Regions from separate parts of the Gossypium arboreum genome. Here regions 1 and 2 are each linked to region 3. Evidence: chromatin contacts called from public Hi-C data. All regions are on one chromosome and are shown on one strand. Each heading gives the region's core, a stretch centred on a gene start, on an enhancer-like site or on the middle of the called end of the contact. The rest is flanking DNA. Distances are from core to core; before and after follow the strand shown.

Evidence for each region. Hi-C and Micro-C count contacts between places; a contact is called where the count stands out from the background.
Region 1: a Hi-C map of leaf shows a contact between it and region 3, with 3 times the contacts expected there. The contact joins the promoter of LOC108465243 here to the promoter of LOC108480437 in region 3. A contact is called at or near these places in 2 of 5 Hi-C or Micro-C datasets (both in leaf).
Region 2: a contact with region 3 is called in a Hi-C map of leaf, with 6 times the contacts expected there. The contact joins the promoter of LOC108480815 here to the promoter of LOC108480437 in region 3. A contact is called at or near these places in 2 of 5 Hi-C or Micro-C datasets (both in leaf).

What each region holds. Positions count from the first base shown.
Region 1 is chr1:43,909,159-43,912,732 of ASM2569848v2, forward strand. LOC108465243 (transmembrane 9 superfamily member 2-like) reads left to right here and starts at 2,044. Exons shown (of 7, transcript XM_017765567.2): 1 at 2,044-2,349; 2 at 2,534-2,574; 3 at 2,670-3,255; 4 at 3,350-3,487. The coding sequence starts at 2,192. It overlaps LOC108465242 (probable potassium transporter 17), which reads left to right. Exons shown (of 8, transcript XM_017765566.2): 8 at 198-1,406. The coding sequence ends at 1,048.
Region 2 is chr1:44,281,520-44,284,876 of ASM2569848v2, forward strand. LOC108480815 (serine/threonine-protein kinase BRI1-like 2) reads right to left here and starts at 1,703. Exons shown (of 1, transcript XM_017783925.2): 1 at 1-1,703. The coding sequence starts at 1,451.
Region 3 is chr1:44,094,610-44,097,916 of ASM2569848v2, forward strand. LOC108480437 (non-functional NADPH-dependent codeinone reductase 2-like) reads right to left here and starts at 1,783. Exons shown (of 3, transcript XM_017783440.2): 1 at 1,364-1,783; 2 at 1,043-1,286; 3 at 281-923. The coding sequence starts at 1,737. The coding sequence ends at 519.

The DNA of each region.
Region 1 (3,574 bases), core at 794-3,293, 190 kb before region 3:
CTAACATCATCTTGATATTATTAGCTTTTAACCTAAGAAGCATCAAAACCACATAAAAACTGAAAAATGGAAGAAAACCGGTCTCGCTTATTCTTGTTTCTATTATGAATGCATCTTTTCATTTTATTTTTTTCTGGTTAAGCAAACTATTAAATGTTTTCTTACAGTCCTGCTAATTTATAAAATCTTGCTTTCAGGTGTTGTTGTTAGTCTCGTCATGCTCATAACAACTATATTGTTGACACTGGTCATGATCATTATATGGAGAACACCGTCATTGTTAGTTGCATTGTACTTCATCATCTTTTTTATGATGGAAGGTGTATACGTTAGTGCAGTTCTGACCAAAATTCCTGAAGGTGGATGGATTCCATTTGCCATATCTTTTATACTTGCCTTCATTATGTTCGGTTGGTACTACGGGAGACAGAGGAAGATACAGTATGAACTAACTCACAAGATTGACTTGGGAAGACTTGGAATGCTGTTATCTGACCCGAGTGTGCAAAGGGTTCCCGGATTGTGCTTCTTTTACACTAAAATACAAAACGGATTGACTCCCATCCTAGGACATTATACTAAAAACATGAGATCGCTTCACAAGGTTACTATTTTTACAACACTTAGATATCTACTGGTTCCTAAAGTTTCTCCACATGAGAGGATTGTGGTGAAAGAGTTGGGCCTTAGAGGAGTTTATGCATGTGTGATTCAATATGGTTATGCTGATTCCCTAAACCTTGAAGGAGACAACTTTGTTAGTCAAGTTTTGGATAGCTTGCAAGAGCATATAGAAAACTGCTCCAGTTTACCGTCTGATCATATGCCAGTTCAAGAGGAGATTTCAGAACTGAGCGAGGCAAAAACAGCAGGTGTAATTCATGTTCGAGGAAAAGCAAGGTTTCACATAGGCAAGAGCACCAGCTTCTTTGACAGATTCATGCTTGCCTTCTACGAAGTGTTGCACAAAAACTGTAGGCCTGCACTGCCTGTTCTTGGGGTGCCGCTGCCGCAGTGTCTGGAGGTTGGGATGTTTTACGAAGCTTGAATAGATGATTGTAACAGGCACATCAAGTACCAAGTTCACTTCCACGGAAAAAGAAGAAAAAAAATTAAAGTATATGTTGAAGCTTTACAACCAAGCCATATCAGATTGTGAGTTGATTCATCCCATTTTTAGCGACTTGTTCCATGGTTAAATTTTGTTGTTAGTCCTTGGACTATGCATAAATGTTGATATAGTTATTGTGCTTTAATTTAGTTGATTTTAGTTCCTATTTCAACTTTTGAAAATTTAGTTTAGACTAAACAGTAACTGTTAAATTCAATAGCAGCCTCCATATGAAGTACTCCTTGTTTGTGACGACCTCCATGGTGTTAGTATGCTAAGAATGGTTATTGTATAACTGTTTGTAGTCTCGTCTTTTCTTGTAAAAAAAAAAAGTCATTACATAGCCATTATTTTATACAGTCAGGTGGTTGACTCCACCACTACGTACTGTTTCTCCAAACCAAAGAGGCAAAACTACCTTAGGTGATGGGCTTTACACGGATTTTAATAGGTTAAATTATGTTAATTGTTTTTGTATTGTGATAAAATTTGAAATTTAATTACTATACTTTGAAAGTTACAAATTAAGTCCCACTTTTTTAATTTAAAAATTTCAGTTCCATCATTAAAATTATAAGTATTTTCGGTTAAAAGTTGTTAATTTGGCATATTAATTAAGTTTTCCTAATGTAATGCGACATATAATTGATGGAAAATAAACATGTTATATTGATAAATTTTAACTGAAATTTTAATGAAGATAATGACTAAACTAAAATTTATAAATTGAAAAAGTGAAAAGAATTGAATTTTTAACTTTTTAAGTTAAAGTATAGACACTAACATTACACTTTAACCATTTTAATATCATCTAATTTTTTCTACTGTAAATATTATCTAATTTTGCTTATCTAGATTCAATTCAAATTATTAACAACTTTTTATTATTATAATAAATAATCTAATATTATTTACAAAGAAAAAGAAAATGCTATATATCTCCGTATATGATATGTGATGTGATATACCCACTTTTTGTTTCTCTCTCTTTTTTTTCTCATCATATGTATATATTGCATTGCAGAATTTCACAAATCCTTTCACACATCTTCCTTTTTCTCTCATTATTATCCTACCCAAATGAGAAACTTTGGCAACTCTCCGGCCTTTGTAATCCTCGGAGTTTTTATCCTCTCTTGTGTTTCCCATGTTAGATCCGACGCCTCCGACCACCGTTACAAAGAAGGTGACCCTGTCCCTCTCTACGCCAACAAGGTCGGCCCTTTCCACAACCCCAGGTGGTAACCCTTTTATTTCCTTCCTTCATTACTAGATCTGATTGTTGCTCGTCTTTACAATTCAATGCCTTCATTCCATACCCACCTTTGGAACATTCAAGTTCCAATCTCATATTTACAACTTTTTATTTTTTTGGATTGGGGGTTTATTCTTCAAATTATTTATTTGTTTGTTTGTTTCCAGTGAAACCTATCGCTACTTTGATCTGCCCTTCTGTTCTCCAGGTTCTTTTTTTTCTCTTGTTTTTATTTTTAAATTAGATCTTAAGCAATTCAATTTAGATTTAATAAATGGTGTTGGTTTTTGGAATGGAATTTAGATCATGTAAAGGAGAAGAAAGAAGCATTAGGTGAGGTATTGAATGGAGATCGACTCGTCAGTGCTCCTTATAAACTGAATTTTAAAGAGGAAAAAGATTCTTCCGTTGTTTGTAAGAAGAAACTTTCAAAGGATGAGGTTGTCTTTTTCCGAAAGGCGGTCGAAAAAGATTATTATTTCCAAATGTACTATGATGATTTGCCTATCTGGGGTTTTATTGGCAAAGTTGATAAGGAAGGAAAAGCTGATCCCAGTGAGTACAAGTATTACCTTTACAAGCATATTCAGTTTGATGTACTTTATAACAAGGATCGTGTTATTGAGATCAGCGCAAGGATGGATCCACATTTGCTCGTGGACTTGACTGAGGATAAGGAAGTTGATGCTGAGTTTATGTACACTGTGAAATGGAAGGAAACTGATACTCCTTTTGAGAAGAGGATGGAGAGATATTCCATGTCTTCTTCTTTGCCGCATCATTTAGAGATTCATTGGTTTTCAATTATCAACTCTTGTGTGACGGTTCTCCTTTTGACTGGTTTCCTTGCAACAATTCTCATGCGGGTCTTGAAGAATGATTTCATTAAGTGAGATCTGTTATATCTTTCCTTATTTGGATATAATTCTCTTACTTTTATTTCTTTCATTTTGTTGCTATAAATATTTGATTTGTTATAACAGGTACGGTCAAGATGAAGAAGCAGCTGATGATCAAGAAGAGACTGGATGGAAGTATATTCATGGAGACGTATTCCGTTTCCCAAAGTACAAATCTCTCTTTGCTGCTGCTCTCGGATCTGGAACACAGCTGTTCACTTTGTAAGGATTCCACGTGTTTTGTATTTTTGTTTCTTTCAGAATTGTGAAGTGACTTTTAATGCATTCCTAAATCTATGTCAATAGTTG
Region 2 (3,357 bases), core at 453-2,952, 190 kb after region 3:
CCCGTGAGTTCATTGCTTGTGAGAGATATCCATTCCAGATTGCTGCAGTTGAATAACTCCATAGGTATCTCACCACTAAGTCGGTTGTTATTAAGGATCAGATCTTTTAATTTGCTGCATTTTCCCAATTCTTTTGGGATTTGCCCCTCCAAGTCATTGAACCATGCTATCAGCTGCTCTAGATTCTCAAGCGCCCCAAGCTCCGTTGGGATCGATCCATTGAGATAGTTCAAACTAAAATCAACTGTCCTCAGCCGGGGACATTGTGACAATTGAGTCGGAATTTGTCCAGCAACGAGATTGTCTGGGATCTTCAGCTCTTCAAGTGCGGCAGCTCCTGGGCATATATCAGGTGGAATGGTCCCAAAGAATTTATTGGAACTCAAATCCACAATTCTCAAGCTCTTACAATATGAAATCGAAGAAGGAAATGGCGCAATGATGATGTTATTACTCAACAACAAAGCCTCTAATGCACCAAGATTCTCAAGGATAGAATCTGGAAAGGGGCCCGTTATGTTGTTATTAGATAAATCAAGAATCTGAAGATATGAACATGAAGATAATGAACTGGGAACTGGGCCTGAAAAGTTGTTGAAAGAAAGCCTGAGTGCCAAAAGTGAGTCACATGCATTCCCCAACTCGGAAGGAATCCAACCAGTGAGATGGTTAAAAGAAAGGTCAAGCCTTTGTAAGGTTTTAAGCTCCCCTAAAGAGCTTGGGATCTCCCCAGTGAGAGAATTGAGTGAAAGATTCAATGCAGTGAGCTTGGTGCAATTCGAAAGATAAACAGGAATGGAATCAACAAAACGGTTTGAAGACAAATCAAGGACGAGCAAGGAATTGCAAGAATTCTCTAATTTCAACCCTGAAATAGAACCTGTGATGTTGTTAGCAGAGAGATCAAGAACCTGCAACTTATCAGGATTTGATGAAAAAAGATTATCAGGTAAAGTCCCTGTGAGATTATTATGGGATAAATTCACGTATTCAAGATTTGGAAGCTTGGAGAAAATGGTATCAGGGAATAGACCAAAAAGACCAGTGTCAGACAACTGGAGACGCTTCAATCCATATGGGAGGAGCAGCAAAGTCGTTGAATTTACAGTGAACATATTCCCAGACAAATCCAAAGAATATAACATATCAAGAGAAGCCAAAGGGTTGAAAAAGATGGTGCCATAGAGGCTACACTGGTTAAGGTCAAGCTGAACCACTCTACCCGATGAGCATTTAACTCCATACCAAAGGCATGGACTGGTTTCAAGCTTCCACCCTGATAGAACTCCAGTCGGGTCGTTGTCGATCATCTTTTTGAACCCAAGTAAAGCTACTGCATCGGTTTTGATGGATGGAACAACCGTTTGTTCCGCTGCTGAAACTGAGATATACACTGTAAAGATAAGTATGAGAGGCAGATGATAGGAAAGCTGAAATGGTTTCCCCTCCATTGAAGAAACACACAATTGAGAGAGAGAAAGAGGGAGGGAGAGGGTGCAATGTTTAGAAGAGAGAGTGGGAGTGGTGAATATGATGAGAAACTGTTGTGAGTGCAAAGCAGAAGAGAAGCTTTAGAAAAAGGGAAAAAAGAAAGGAAAGGAGGGAGGGGAACATGGGAAAGCAATATGAAGAAAATAAAATGGGAACTTCAGATGGAAATGATGGTGGAATGTGAGGTATACATTGAACAAATACGGTTCCATTGCATTGATCCATACATTCATGGATTTGGGTTTAGTACTAGAAAACGTAGACTAGAGAGAAAAACATCAAAATCAAAAGCATTGATTTGACATATGGTCAAAAGGAAAAGGACCCACAGACAAGCTCTGTCTTTACATAAAATAAGGGGGGAAAATGTTAAATTTGGAGTACGCATGGGTTGAGTGATCATTGATCCAAGAGTCAGTGTTTGTTTGTCAGAGAGAATGTTTTTCTGTTTCATATTTGAGAAATGTATGATCAGATGAAGAAGATTCAGTCCCATTTGTATGTAACTTTTAACATTACAGATCCATTTTGTTTGTTTCCCATTGGCATCCATGCATTTCCAATCTTGGCTTCAATTCAATCTTTTTGGATCAATGTATTTTATTTCAGACTAAATTCGAATCTAAAATTTCTCATTGATGTAAAACTTTTTCATTTCTTAAACCTTTCCAGTTCAAGACTTGTTTATCTTAATTATTGGAAAAAAGTTGTAAAACCAATGGAATCAAATACAAGTAAAAAGGATTATGTATAGATTTTTTTTTTATGCCGTAATAAGAAATAATGAAGGAAAAGCATAAATTGGTGATAAGGGAATATGGTCCACTTGGGAGAAAACATTAATTATATAAACCATTGAATTTTATTGTTTTTAAAGAAAATTAATTGTGGGAGAATAAAAATGAAGGCCCACAAACAAACAACAATCAATTAGCTCTTGTGGTTAATGGCTGGAAGAATATTTTGCATGAGAAGTGATGATGCCCCCATTTGCTCCCTCTTTTTCTCTCTGCTAACCAAACTAATTGGATTAGCTCTAAAAAGTATGATGAAAAAGTGAAGTGCATCCAAGCAAATATGTTTAAAATCCTTTCAACTTTCACAAAAAAATATATACTCTTAAGATTTATCTACTATGTAAAACGAAAATTATTCTCTCTTTTGCTATCAACAGTCTACTTTATATTTATTTTTCATTTTCTTCTTTTTTTAATTACAAAAAATATCACATTGAATTATTATAAAATAAGCTTAAATTATATTATTTTTACTTCAATTAAAATTAACTTATTTAATTTAATTATAATTAATTGAGAAGTAAATTCTTTAAACTATTTTTATTTAAAATAATTAACGGTATTTAAAATATTTTAATGATAACAAAGTTTAAGAAATAAAGGAAAAATTATAAATAAATCTAAATATTGTTATAAAATAAAGAGAGATGGAGAGAATAAAGAACAAAGAAAGCAATAGAGAATGTATTTTATTGATCAAAGAGATAATTACAATGCTTCATCAAAGTCTCTATTTATAGACATAAGAAGTATAAAAGAAGTAGAGATCTAATTCTAATAACTATTAAAATTTAAAATGCATCAAAATTTTATCTTGATCATGATGGATATCCACTTAATAAGATATTCATAACACTTCCCCTTAAATGTCCATTGGTAGATAATGTGTCTCATTAAAACTGTCGAGACCATTTTTAAATTGAGTTTTGGAAAATGGGAATCGACTTTAAGAAAAATGAAAATGGGAGTCGCCACCAATCTTTTTAGGTGTGATTAGATCACCTTATAAAATGTTTTGTTTTAAAACATTAATTTTGGTCTACGAAAGTCGAGAAAATAGATTCGGGAG
Region 3 (3,307 bases), core at 533-3,032:
AAATAAAATTGAAATATGAAATAATATTAATAATTTATTATATGATTAGATATAGATAATTAAATATGTATGTTTGATAATATTAAAAATTGTAATATTTTATATTAATATTTTATTAATTTTATAAATTTTAAACATAAAAATAAAAAATTTATTATTAATATAATAATATTAAACTTTATTTAAGTTAATTTTATATAAAAATTTTGCGTTAGAAAATGACTTATGTTTTTCAAAGTAAAGAAAAATTCAAAAAATTATTTTCAGTACTTTCCGGTGATTTTCTAATACTTGCAACATGTTACTCCACAAGAAAGGACAAACAGAAAAATAGGATGACTCTTGACTCAATATGCTCCACAATCACATTTTATTATCCCACATAGTTCTCGTCTGCTAAATGCTGGTTCCAATACAGTAAAACGATGGTCCCATACATACACAATACCATCAAACTATAAAGATCTGCATATGGGTCCATTTGGTTTATTTGTAATAAATCCAGTAGATAATGAAAATCAAATCTCTCCATCCCAAAGCTCTTCAAGAGACTTGTAAGGACCATCATCTGATACAAATTCCCCAGCTGGAAACCCTTTGCACTGTGGAAGTTGGCTTATCTTGCGAGACTCCTCAGCACTGAGCTTCCAATCGAAGATATCAAGGTTTTGTTTCATCCTTTCCTTGTTGAAGCTCTTCACAAGCACACATACTCCTTGTTCATGTGCCCATCTCAAACAAACCTGAGCAAGCGATTTTCCCTTGGCTTGGGCAATTTCCTTGAGTAGCTCACATTCCATCACCCGATTTGTTCCCCACAGCGTTCCTTTTGCCCCCAGAGGAGAGTAAGACTCGATAAGTATGCCCTTCTCATCGCAAAACTTCCTCAGTTTCTTTTGCTGCCACATTGGGTTCATCTCCACCTTTCACCCCATAAATCAATTCATACGAATCCATCATTAGTTACTTTACTATTAATTTTAATTGAAAAACATTAAGCAGATGATACAAAACATTAGGGAGAAATTAAAGTGGTTCTCACTTGGTTCACTGCAGGTGGGATTTTGGCAGTGGAAAGGATAGTTTCGAGTTTCTTGCAGGAGAAATTGCTTACTCCTATAGATTTTGTTAGGCCAAGAGCTTGACACTCCTCCATTGCTTCCCACACAGATTTTAGATAAATAGGAACAAGGTCCTTCTTCTTAACAGGCAACTCATATTCCCCAGGCTTCACGCTCACTGGCCAGTGAATCAGATACAGATCAAGATATTCCAACTTCAAATTTCTATACAAATCAAGAAACAATAAGTAAACCAATAAAAAGCACATATTGAAAACATCAAGGGAACAAAGGGATAATACTTGAGTGTTTTTTTGAGTGCTGGGAGAACACAATCATGGTGTGCATCGCTACACCAGAGCTTGGAAGTGATAAAGAGTTCGTCTCTGGATTTGATTAACCCTAGACGAAGAGCATCTGATATTGCTTCACCTAAAGGCTGTTCAGTTTGGTAAAGAGCAGCCGTATCGAAGTGACGGTACCCTACTTCGATAGCTTCGAGAATGATTTGTTTCATGGTATCAATGGAAGCACCGAAAGGGTATTCGGCTGTGCCAAAACCTAGAAGGGGAATAGCTTTCTCATTGGTTGAATGAAGAGGGAAAGTTGGGACGCTTTGATATGAAGTGGTAGACAACTGTGGACTGCTTTTTTGCATTTTGGTTCTGACATCCATGTTTACTGTATCTGTCAATAATATCCTTCACCATGCCATCTCATATATATTAAAAGTTTTTGAGTCATTGATCTTTTTTAATTATTACTTTGATGGACGTCTTTTTCTATTTACTTCTTTTTTTTTTAAAGAAAAAGTATTCTATCTAAATAAATAAATACAAGTGGGCGTTTACCCCCCCCCCCCGGGGAATAAGTGGGTGTTCATTATTGACCAACACCCCATTCTTTGAAAATCGAAAGAAGAAGAAGAATATTTTCAACCTTGATATAATCTCGTGTAAAGATATTGATCAAATTTGTTGGTGTTAATGAGATTTGAGATTGTGTTTTGTTGCTTGAGATTAAAAAATGTGTTTTTAATGTTGATGGAGTCTTAATTTGATTGGTATGTGTATTGTTGTTAATATAGGAGGAGGTGGGTTTGAGTATGCTGAAACGTATTATCCTCCTATTTATGAGTTGAGGAGGGACTATGAATAGTTCTAAGTATTGTCTCAAAAAGAATAAATATGATAGAATCTACGGTGAAATTGTTAAAAAAAATATGTTTTTAATATTAAATAATGTTTTTTACAATAATAATATTAAAATGAGTATCTATTCTATTTAAAAGAGTTTGTTTGAGTTGGCCACTCTCAATTAAGCTTTAACTCAATTTTTAAATTACTATAAGACTACAATTAAAAGGTTTAATTCACACTTTAGTTCTTGAAATATACTGGTTTCTTACATTGGTGACTAAAGTTTTTTCTTAGCCCACTTCAATCTTTAACATTATTTGATGTTCTCAATTTAGTCCTTACCATTATCAGGCCTTCTCTGTTCAATGTTTTGGTCACTAAACTAGGAATGTCTAATAATGTTAGGGATTGAAGTAGGCAAAATAAAACTTTAAGTACCAAATTGAGAAAAGCAGTATATTTTAGGGACTAAAGTGTGCATTAAGCCTTATTTTAAAATATAATAAATATTATTTTGAAGATACTTTTATCTTTTTCATACAAAATCTAGTAAAACATAGGATTTAAACCTAAACTTTCATAAAACTTACCAACCAATATAACCATTTCAATTATAAAGTAATATTTAATTCTCATTTTAATTTTAAAAAAATTTCTAAAACCCTAAAAAAATTTCTATTTTTTCTCCAAGTTGCTTGTTTCTTTTCTTGTATTTTGCCCAACGAAGGTGCCAATCTCCGGACTGGCTACCACTAGCCTCTTTTTGTTTTTTTTTTCTTCTTTTTCACTCCATGATCTCTTTTGTAGGTATCTTTAATGTCTTCACAAATTGTGATGGATTGATGATAATATCTATAATAGCCCGATTTTGGGCTTAGTCAGAACAGTGGTTTCGGGACCACTAGCCCGAGGTCAGAGAAATTATTTTTGATATTATTTTATGTGTTGTGGCATAATTATATGAGAGTATGAAAATTTTGGTGAATTAATTTTATCGATTTCATGCTTAATTGTGAAAAAGGACTAAATCGCATAAAGTATAAAAGTCCTATTTTGATAGCTAAAGGTGTTAAATTGCCAAGGAACCTTAATTGGGAGTCTTTAAAG